Regions from separate parts of the Rattus norvegicus genome. Here all the other regions are linked to region 2. The links are chromatin contacts, called in public Hi-C maps. All regions are on one chromosome and are shown on one strand. Each heading gives the region's core, a stretch centred on a gene start, on an enhancer-like site or on the middle of the called end of the contact. The rest is flanking DNA. Distances are from core to core; before and after follow the strand shown. Region 1 has its middle 140 kb from the start of Serp2. Region 2 overlaps LOC102546462 (a long non-coding RNA gene). Region 3 overlaps LOC102546462 (a long non-coding RNA gene).

Evidence for each region. A called contact is a pair of places that touch in the nucleus more often than the background predicts.
Region 1: a Hi-C map of the A7r5 cell line shows a contact between it and region 2, with 3 times the contacts expected there. The contact joins two enhancer-like sites. A contact is called at or near these places in 2 of 12 Hi-C or Micro-C datasets (the A7r5 cell line and Schwann cells).
Region 3: a contact with region 2 is called in a Hi-C map of liver, with 3 times the contacts expected there. The contact joins two enhancer-like sites. A contact is called at or near these places in 3 of 12 Hi-C or Micro-C datasets (kidney and liver).

What each region holds. Positions count from the first base shown.
Region 1 is chr15:58,456,449-58,459,148 of GRCr8, reverse strand. No RefSeq gene overlaps it. Among named protein-coding and RNA genes, the nearest start is that of Serp2, 140 kb to the right of the region's middle. Within about 2 kb of position 1,433, at least 17 of the 93 cell types and tissues checked have an H3K27ac peak or open chromatin away from gene starts, as enhancers often do. A contact at or near this core is called in the A7r5 cell line, where this site is marked.
Region 2 is chr15:58,631,285-58,634,014 of GRCr8, reverse strand. All of the region lies in intron 4 of LOC102546462 (a long non-coding RNA gene), which reads right to left. Among named protein-coding and RNA genes, the nearest start is that of Lacc1, 180 kb to the left of the region's middle. Within about 2 kb of position 1,409, at least 13 of the 93 cell types and tissues checked have an H3K27ac peak or open chromatin away from gene starts, as enhancers often do. A contact at or near this core is called in the A7r5 cell line, kidney and liver, where this site is marked.
Region 3 is chr15:58,475,081-58,477,780 of GRCr8, reverse strand. The region is part of intron 1 of LOC102546462 (a long non-coding RNA gene); the gene reads right to left. Among named protein-coding and RNA genes, the nearest start is that of Serp2, 160 kb to the right of the region's middle. Within about 2 kb of position 1,295, at least 7 of the 93 cell types and tissues checked have an H3K27ac peak or open chromatin away from gene starts, as enhancers often do. A contact at or near this core is called in kidney and liver, where this site is marked.

The sequences.
Region 1 (2,700 bases), core at 184-2,683, 170 kb after region 2:
ATTAAGCCTTGGATCGTGTATATAACAAGCAATCAATCAACCACTGAGATTCTTTTTTTTTTCTTTTTGAGGCAAGGCTTCACAAAGTTTCCTAGTTTAGCATCAAACTTTAAGAAGTTCTTGAATTTGTAATCTTTCAGCCTTCTGTGTAGCTTAGATAACAGGCTACAAGGCCTCCTCTTCAGGGTGACTCTTGACCAAGCTATAGGGAGCAAGCTGACATCTTGGGGGGGGGGGTTGCACACGTTATTCCTAGGTCAGTCATTCTGAGGGGTGAAACAGCAAGTTGTACCCGGAAGACCCTCGATGCAATCAGCATGGTGTAAAAAGGTCTTTCTAGTTGTCCTGTGTCCTCCCTCCTTCTCTCCCTCCCTCCCTTTCTTCCTTCCCCTTGAGTACAGTAAGAACCCAGGGAGCCTTGGACTTAGGCAAGATCACACCACGTTACACCAACTTACACTTGAACAGCAAGTTACCCTGCGCCGCCTGTACCCACCCTTCCATCCCCCGCAGGACTGGGCTGTTCTCGAAGGCCATCAAGTGCAGCTTCTGACCTACCCCTGACTGTGGTTCCCAGGCGGTGAAAACAAAGCCCAGTGCAGTGAGACCCTTCTTCACATGCCAAGCAAAGATGTATATGCTAAGCGAAGCAGCCAGCAGATAATCATTTACCTCAGCTGTGACCTTTGCATTGGAGGTAACTAGTATGATTAAGCACCTGCTGGCTGAGGCGATGTTGAAATTGAAATTCTCTGGGCCTGACTCAATGCTTTTCAACCTCATCCCTGTTCCTCTCCACCGGGAGAGCGGGCTCCTGTCATAACAAACAGGGAAATCCCCACCTCAGGCCTGCCTTGAAACCCTGCACCCAGCCAGGGTTTTCTTTGTCGATGGAGGTTTGTTTACTTGCTAGGCAATGAGAAGCCGACAAACTTGTACTTGAACCCAGCAGAGGAAAGGCTACAGAGATCAAATAACACAGTGGATGGGAGGAAGCCAAGGCCAAAGGCGGACACCACCTAATCCCAGAAAGTAACTGCAGCTGTGCTCCAAGGCTGTCATCATTTTCTTACTGGAACCCTTGAAATGTTGTTTATCTCCTCTCTGAACTTGGGTGAGTGTGCCACCCTAGGATACTAACGTCCCGGTGAGGTGAGCTGCCCTCCTTTTCCCAATGTTGATTTCATTTGGACCCCTCCATTTTCAGCAGTACATGGCTCTGCCAACATTTCTTTGTCTTCTGACCACTGCCTTGAGAACCCCCACTCACACTCCTTCTTACCCCCCAGCTTCCTGTGAGAAACCAGGGACTTAAAGATGATCACATTCGTGGAGATGCTTAATTCAGACTTTCTCTTGAATGGGCCAACAGGAGAGAAGGGAGTAAAACAGGGTAGTCTAAAATATGCAGTGAAAGCTTTGGTTTGCAAGCACAGTCATGCAGAAGGCTTGACTTGGCATATTTAGACACTGGGAGCCAAATTCTCCCCTTGATTGAACTCTGTGCCTCTTGCTGGCATGAGGAGGCACACAGCTTCCACCTTCTCAGAATGCAGAAACACAGGAGTTCCCAAGAGATGTAGGCTCCACCCTTATTGAGCAGGAGGAGGGCAGTGTTAATACAGGAAGCAATTAGCATGGGGCCCTGAATGGGAAGAGTTCATGGTATCGGGGAGAAAGTGAAGGAGGAATAAGGAGAGGGGGACCAAGTGTACAGTCAGTGAGGCCTTGGGAATCCTGGTGAGGTCTGAAGTCACTACTTCTTTTCGATTACTGTCATTACAGGCTTTAAAATGGGACAGTGTAAGAACCAGATTATATATAGATTGGACCTTACTAAAATTCATTTTGAGAAATTCAAATATCAGAACACAGCAAACCTGAAATCCTAGTACCTTTCCCTCACACACTTCATCTTTTGCTCAATGAAGAGATGAGTTGTCGAAACCTGCTTATGAAAGAATCCTACACGTTGAAGACACGTAACAGAAGCCTACTCTAACTCCAAACAATTATTTTCATTACCGTTATTGAACCTTGACTGTCTTCAGGGGGCTTATTTGAACATACAGAGTATCCATAGGATGGTAAAAAAAAAATCACAAACCATAGTCGGCTTTTCTCTAATACCACACATAAGTAGGGAAGACAAAACACTAAGGCAGGCAGTGTAGCTAAGAGGTGACCCAAATAGACAGTTAAACCTCACAAGAAGAGATACTGAGTGTGTGTGTGTGTGTGTGTGTGTAGGGAGGGGGGGGAAGAGGAGAGGAGGTGGGACAGCTCATTCCTGCCTCTCACAGTGATAGAGAGATGCTAAAAATTGTGGTTGATAGTGAAGGGGGACATTAGGAGGGAAAAGCAAAATCCATACTAGGACACACACGGGGGATGGGGGGCAGTTTTAGCTGACATCCAGAACTGCCGTGCTGCTCTGAAAAGTGTTCCCAAAGATTCAAAATCACCTCTGGTGGTTTCCCTTTGTACCTGTAGAAGGTGTTTTGATGAATCGTCCTAAATTGATTCAGAAAGAAGGCAACTTTTAGGGAGGGTTTCAGATGCAGACCAATTAGTTCCCTGATGATGCGAGCTATTTGTTTTATGCTTACTTCCTGGGTCCCCCTGGAAGCCAACCGAAGAACGGTTTCTAATTGCTTAGTGCCACTTAATTCTAGAGAGTTCATTTACCTCCCATGGACC
Region 2 (2,730 bases), core at 160-2,659:
AGTCAGGAAGCAGGGCTAGAATTTCAAGGGCCCCATTGGAGTGTACCAGCTATATCACCATTTTTTTTACTATCCATGAGTAATGATTCTGGAATTTGACAATGTACCTTCATCAGATTTCAATGTCCTTGTAAAATCAAAGGGCATGTGGCAGTGGACCAAACCAAGAGCTCCAAGTTATTCTTAACACAGCCTGTCCTTTGTCCTGTAGTGTTTTCAGCCAAACTCACTCTGCATACAGAATGCTCGCAGAATAGATGGGATAGTTAGCAAGCATGATGTTGCCTGGATGACTCTGGCTGTCTCTGTTTTATGAGTTTGGGTGGAAGATAGGAATTCAGGTTTGGTTACCCATGGGGAAATTCATCAAGCTTATTCGAGCTCACTTGAGAAGGGCTACCACTTTCCCCAAACTGGCAACAATTTGGATATTACAAATCATGCAATAATAAATTTGATTAAAAATGTAGATGTACGCAGGGATAATTTTCTCATAAAAACATCTTTCACAGGTGTAGACTGCTCACCTTGCATGTCCAAGGTCCTAAGTCTAATATGAGAGAGAGACTGACTTTGTGAAGGTTTAAGGAATACTAATGTGCTCAATTTTTTTCTTTGTAACATAAAATATTCTCTTCCCTTGTTCTTGTTCTCTCTCTCTCTCTCTCTCTCTCTCTCTCTCTCTCTCTCTCCTCCCCTCCCTCTTTCCCTCCTTTCCTCCTTCCTCCCTCTCTCCCTCCCGTAATGCTTAGGAAAGCATCTGTAGTCAGGGGTGTAATGTCATTAGACCCCTACTAAAATGAGTGAAGGTAGCCCTCTTTGTAGCTCTAACATTGGAAGCTTTTTCTCTTTTCTATGTTTATGTGTGTTCGTGTTAAGGTGCACAAAGACAGAGTGTGTGCAGGGTTATATGTGGGAACCAGAGGACAATCTGGAGAGTTGTTACCCAGGCACCATCCCCCTTTACTGAATATAAGGGTTTTTTTTTTTATTGGTTTGTTGTTGATATATAGGGTGTCTCTCTGGCCTGGAACACACCAAGTATGCTAGTCTGGCTGGTCATTGAGCCCCAGGGAGCCACTTGTCTCTCTTCCTCCACACTGCTAGGCTTCTAAGCCAGCTTACTTTTTAGTGGGTTCTGGATATTAAAGTTGGGGCCTCTTTGCAAGGCGAGCATTTTACTGACTGTTCTGTTAACCCAGCCACGAGGCTTCCAAATCCATAACATATAATAGTCTTCCTAGCAACCGACTGGATTTGTTTATTCCACAGAGAATGGCGTTTGATTGTGAGCCTTTGTGGGCACCATTCGATGAATAACGCCCCCTAAACACTTCCTAATAGAAGCACTTACGGGTTTCATAAAGAAAAAAGCTACGTCCTTTTATTTAATCCCCACCGCTTCCTCATTTGTCCACCAGATGGCAGAAGAGGGGCCAGGATAGCAGCTAAAATATTTTTGATTCACTAGTGTATCTAGTATGAAATTATATTAAGAGCAGGAAATAAACACTTAAATGTAGTCCTATGACTTAATGTCCATTATATTGTCTACATGAAAATACACTGAGAAAAACAACAAGATTGTGGAAAACGTACATACTAGGCTGGAAGTTAAAAGTTCAACCACGGATTAGAAGACCTGGACATACTGTTAGTCCTATGCAATGGGCAGAGGGGACAGGGAAGCGCTGCATGAAGGCTCTCCCGCAGCCCACGTTTGAATGAAACTAGAAATAGAAAAGATGAGGGTAGGAAATGTTCTCTTCTCGCCTTTGCTGTGACAGTCCTGGGCCTGGCAAGGGTGACATTCTCTACCCATATCCAAAGTTACTTTTGAGGACAAGCCCTTTAAGTTCAACGCAAAGGGTAGCTAAAGTATATATATGAAGAAATATTGAGTTGGGGAGCAGGGAACCATTGCCCAACATAAAGAACAGGCTGTATGCTCACAGCTGGTAAATGTTTAACACCTCAGTGTTGTTACGCGTTGCCCACGTTTATTTAGCAACCTCTTAAACAAGCAGAGAGAATGCTTTATTATTCTCATGGAAATGGATTTGAAGTGAAAGGCTTCAAGGAAATAGCCTGGTTTATAGCTATTCTCATCGGTGTGTCTTCTTCACATGTGGCTGTACCGCCTTCCTCCTGGATTTGCAGAGACTAGCATCAGAGAGAAATGGCCACCAAGCTGTACCTCGCAGGGGAAGGACCAAGCTGAGTGAAGTGATTGTTTTGAGAATATGTATATCAGGCAATAACCCACAGAGGAGAAATGGAAAGTGAATTTTATGACAGCGGTTGTAAGACGTTTTAATCCACCTCTTGAGGCACTTGAGGTGCACACCGAGTCATGATATCCTGTTTGCCTAGCCACTCCACTTTCTGAGGCCCTGGTTTTGCCCTTTTCTAGTCACCATGGCAACAAGGACACAAATACAAAGTCCATAGCATTCTCCAGATCTGTGAGGAAGAATTTCCCACTGTATACATGGTACATATAGTTGACCTACGCACTGCAGGAAGAATGTGGTGTAATTTTAAACACAGTAAATTGAGTCATAAAATGGAAGTGGATACAGCTAGGAAAATGTTACCAACAAAGAAAGGAAAATAGTGTTGGATTGCCGTCCCCACTAAAGCCCACAGTGCTGTCCCTCATCTCCTTTCCTGACGTAAAGAGAACCATGAAAACAAAGCATCGAGCTTTGATTTTGCTTTTTATTTTTA
Region 3 (2,700 bases), core at 46-2,545, 160 kb after region 2:
TCTGTTCACAACAGTAAAATCCTAAGACACCCACTTAGATACTCACTAATGGCAGGGAAAACTAAGCTGGCCTACACTGAGGGATTGAGGGAAGTCTTCTTAGATAAGATATTTAAACTAGGCAAAGCAAAGAGGGTGGCAGAAGAGAAATGTTTCTGAAAATAGTGTATGTAACATTCTCAGTACAGAGTTAAAGGTGTGGATTCTAGAAACTCACAGAAGTCATAGGAGACATTGTGAGCAAAATCAAAACCAAATCAAAGATTGCTCAATTTAGAGAGGTTTTGATTTTGCTCACAATGTCTCCTTCCCCTCCTGTGTGTCTTCCCCAGCTCATTAAATCCAGTTCTGCCCTAACGGGAACCCTGGCGTGATGGGCACCTCCAAATTTGGAGGCTGCTTGCAAGTGGCTGGATCACAGCTGACGTGAGTGGGTAGTTACCCTACCTAAGAGCACAGCCAAATATTCTTTCATGAATGCCAAAGTCACTGTCTCAAGGAACATTTCTCCCGCAACCAGGCCTGGTCACTCTACTCTGTTTTCTAAAACCCTATACTTTCACTAAGCTTCTGAATATTATCCTTCGGAATGGTATGTACCAGAGCTCTGGACAGCATGGCTCTGACTGGGCGAAGAGCGTTGGTGTTGTTACTGCTATGCCTCATGCCATGGTGTATGGCACTTCCAATATGATCAGAAAATATTCAGTGAGAGAATGAATGGCCAACTGATCATATACCAAACATTAAAGAGTTGGCCAGGTCGTGACCATACAATATAAAATCCTGAAAGACTAATAACTCTAATCAGGAGATGTTAGGACTGATGTGGGTGTGCAAATCTTAGGACTGGGATGTGTGTGCAAAGGTGTGGTGCTGGATCTTGTGCTCATGAACTTCATCTCACCGTCACCTGAAGTGTGGGAAACCCCTCCAGGTCATGAAGGCACACTGCAGCAACTCTTTCTTACCTTACCCAAGTAGACAAAAACAAAACGGAAACAAAAGAAAAAACCACCACCAACAAATCCCTCACACTTCACTAGCAGGTTCACACTTCACTAGCGGGTTCACACTTCTCTGAAAGCTACACAGTGCACACTGTTTGTGCTCTTAAGCCCTGAGTGCCGAGAGGACTGGTCTCTACCACCAGGTTTACATTCTTTGGTGTTCTTCTGGAACAACCCCCAAGCTCTTCCTTCAGTTAATTTTTAGACACCACATCAGTCGGAGCTGTGGTGCAGCACTGGAGGTCTCCTGCCAAACACTGAATTCATGAGTCAGCACCTTTAACCTTTTAGTAGTTAAGTAACCCCTGCATAGTGTGGCATTAGAGCCAGGTCAGAAGCTGGGGCTTCATGGGAATGTCTGGCGGTGCCTTTGCAAGCTTGTTAATGATCTTCCATTTTCAGCTCAGTTACTCCCACCTTCTCCTAACAGATAAGAGAGATGTGGAAGGTTCCATGGCCCTGTCTGAATCCAACTCCCACACCCGAGGCAGGCACTGAGCCAGAATTCTGTGACCGGGTATCACTGCAAATCCATGAAAGGAAATTTCAAAAGAGCTGTGTTTTAAAATCCCATATCAGAGCCAAGGTCAACAGTCTGGGACCCAACTGGTGGCACTCCAACTTGGGTTAGGCAAAGCAAACAGCTGGGTAAGCTGGCTGAAGCTAGGGCATCCATGGAGAAGGGAGTTCAAAGACTATGTTAGAGTTGAGTCTCCTTGGTTCTTGTTGCCTGCTGCCAATGAGGCTGCTGCTGAGAGGCCCTAGATGCTTTGAAAGGGAAATACTGTAATGGGCGCTGGGGTAGGGAGCTCCTGCAGAAGGATTCAGTTCAAATTGGGCAAGAAAAACAAAAGCTTTCACCTTTACATCAAAGACAGCGAGTGTGCTCTTACCTAAGCAAACGGAAGGTGTTGGCATATGTCACAGAGGCCCAAGCAGGGGACAGATGCCTTTGAGTAGCCACTGCCAGCCCCAGCATGGAGAAGAGAAATCACCAGCAACAGTCACCCTGTGAGCTCTATTTCCTGAATCCTTCTTCCATTCAGGACAGGCAGGCAGCCTCTCCCATTGCAAAAAGACCACTGACCCCACCAGGCATGACCTAGAAAAACCATTCACGTGTCTACTTTTATCCCTGTAACGTATGCTGCGGCTTTCGTATGTCTCGTATGTCTAAGGCCACCATCAAGCAATGAATTCTTGGTGCCAGCTCATCATTAAGGGATGAAGTGAAAGAGGGGAATGTGGTCTTCCAGGGAGGGTCTTGGTGACAAAAAGGGCACTTCCTGGAGGGGGAAGGGCTGGGTAAAAGAAACAAGCACGGTCCTGGATATCTGCACGTTCCCATTTTGCTGGACCTGAGGCAAAAGTGTTTGAAGCTTGGACTGAGAATATGTGTGCTATTTTTCCCCATCATTTGTAGTCGGTCCACTTAGAGTGAGGGCACAGCTCAGTCCTTGCAGCTCGCTGATCACCCCTGATCCATTCAGTTTAACCTCAAAGAAAAACATGGACTTAAAAGTAGCAAAACTCAGGCTTCTGAGACCCTTAAGCAGATTGGGTTCTGGGTCCTCTGGGAAGGTTCTGCACTGGCAAGTCGCTAAATGTTACCACTGCCCAAACCTCAGTGAGAAACTCCATGATCAATTACCTCCAGCATGCCAGGGGCTAGCACTGGCACCATTTCCCC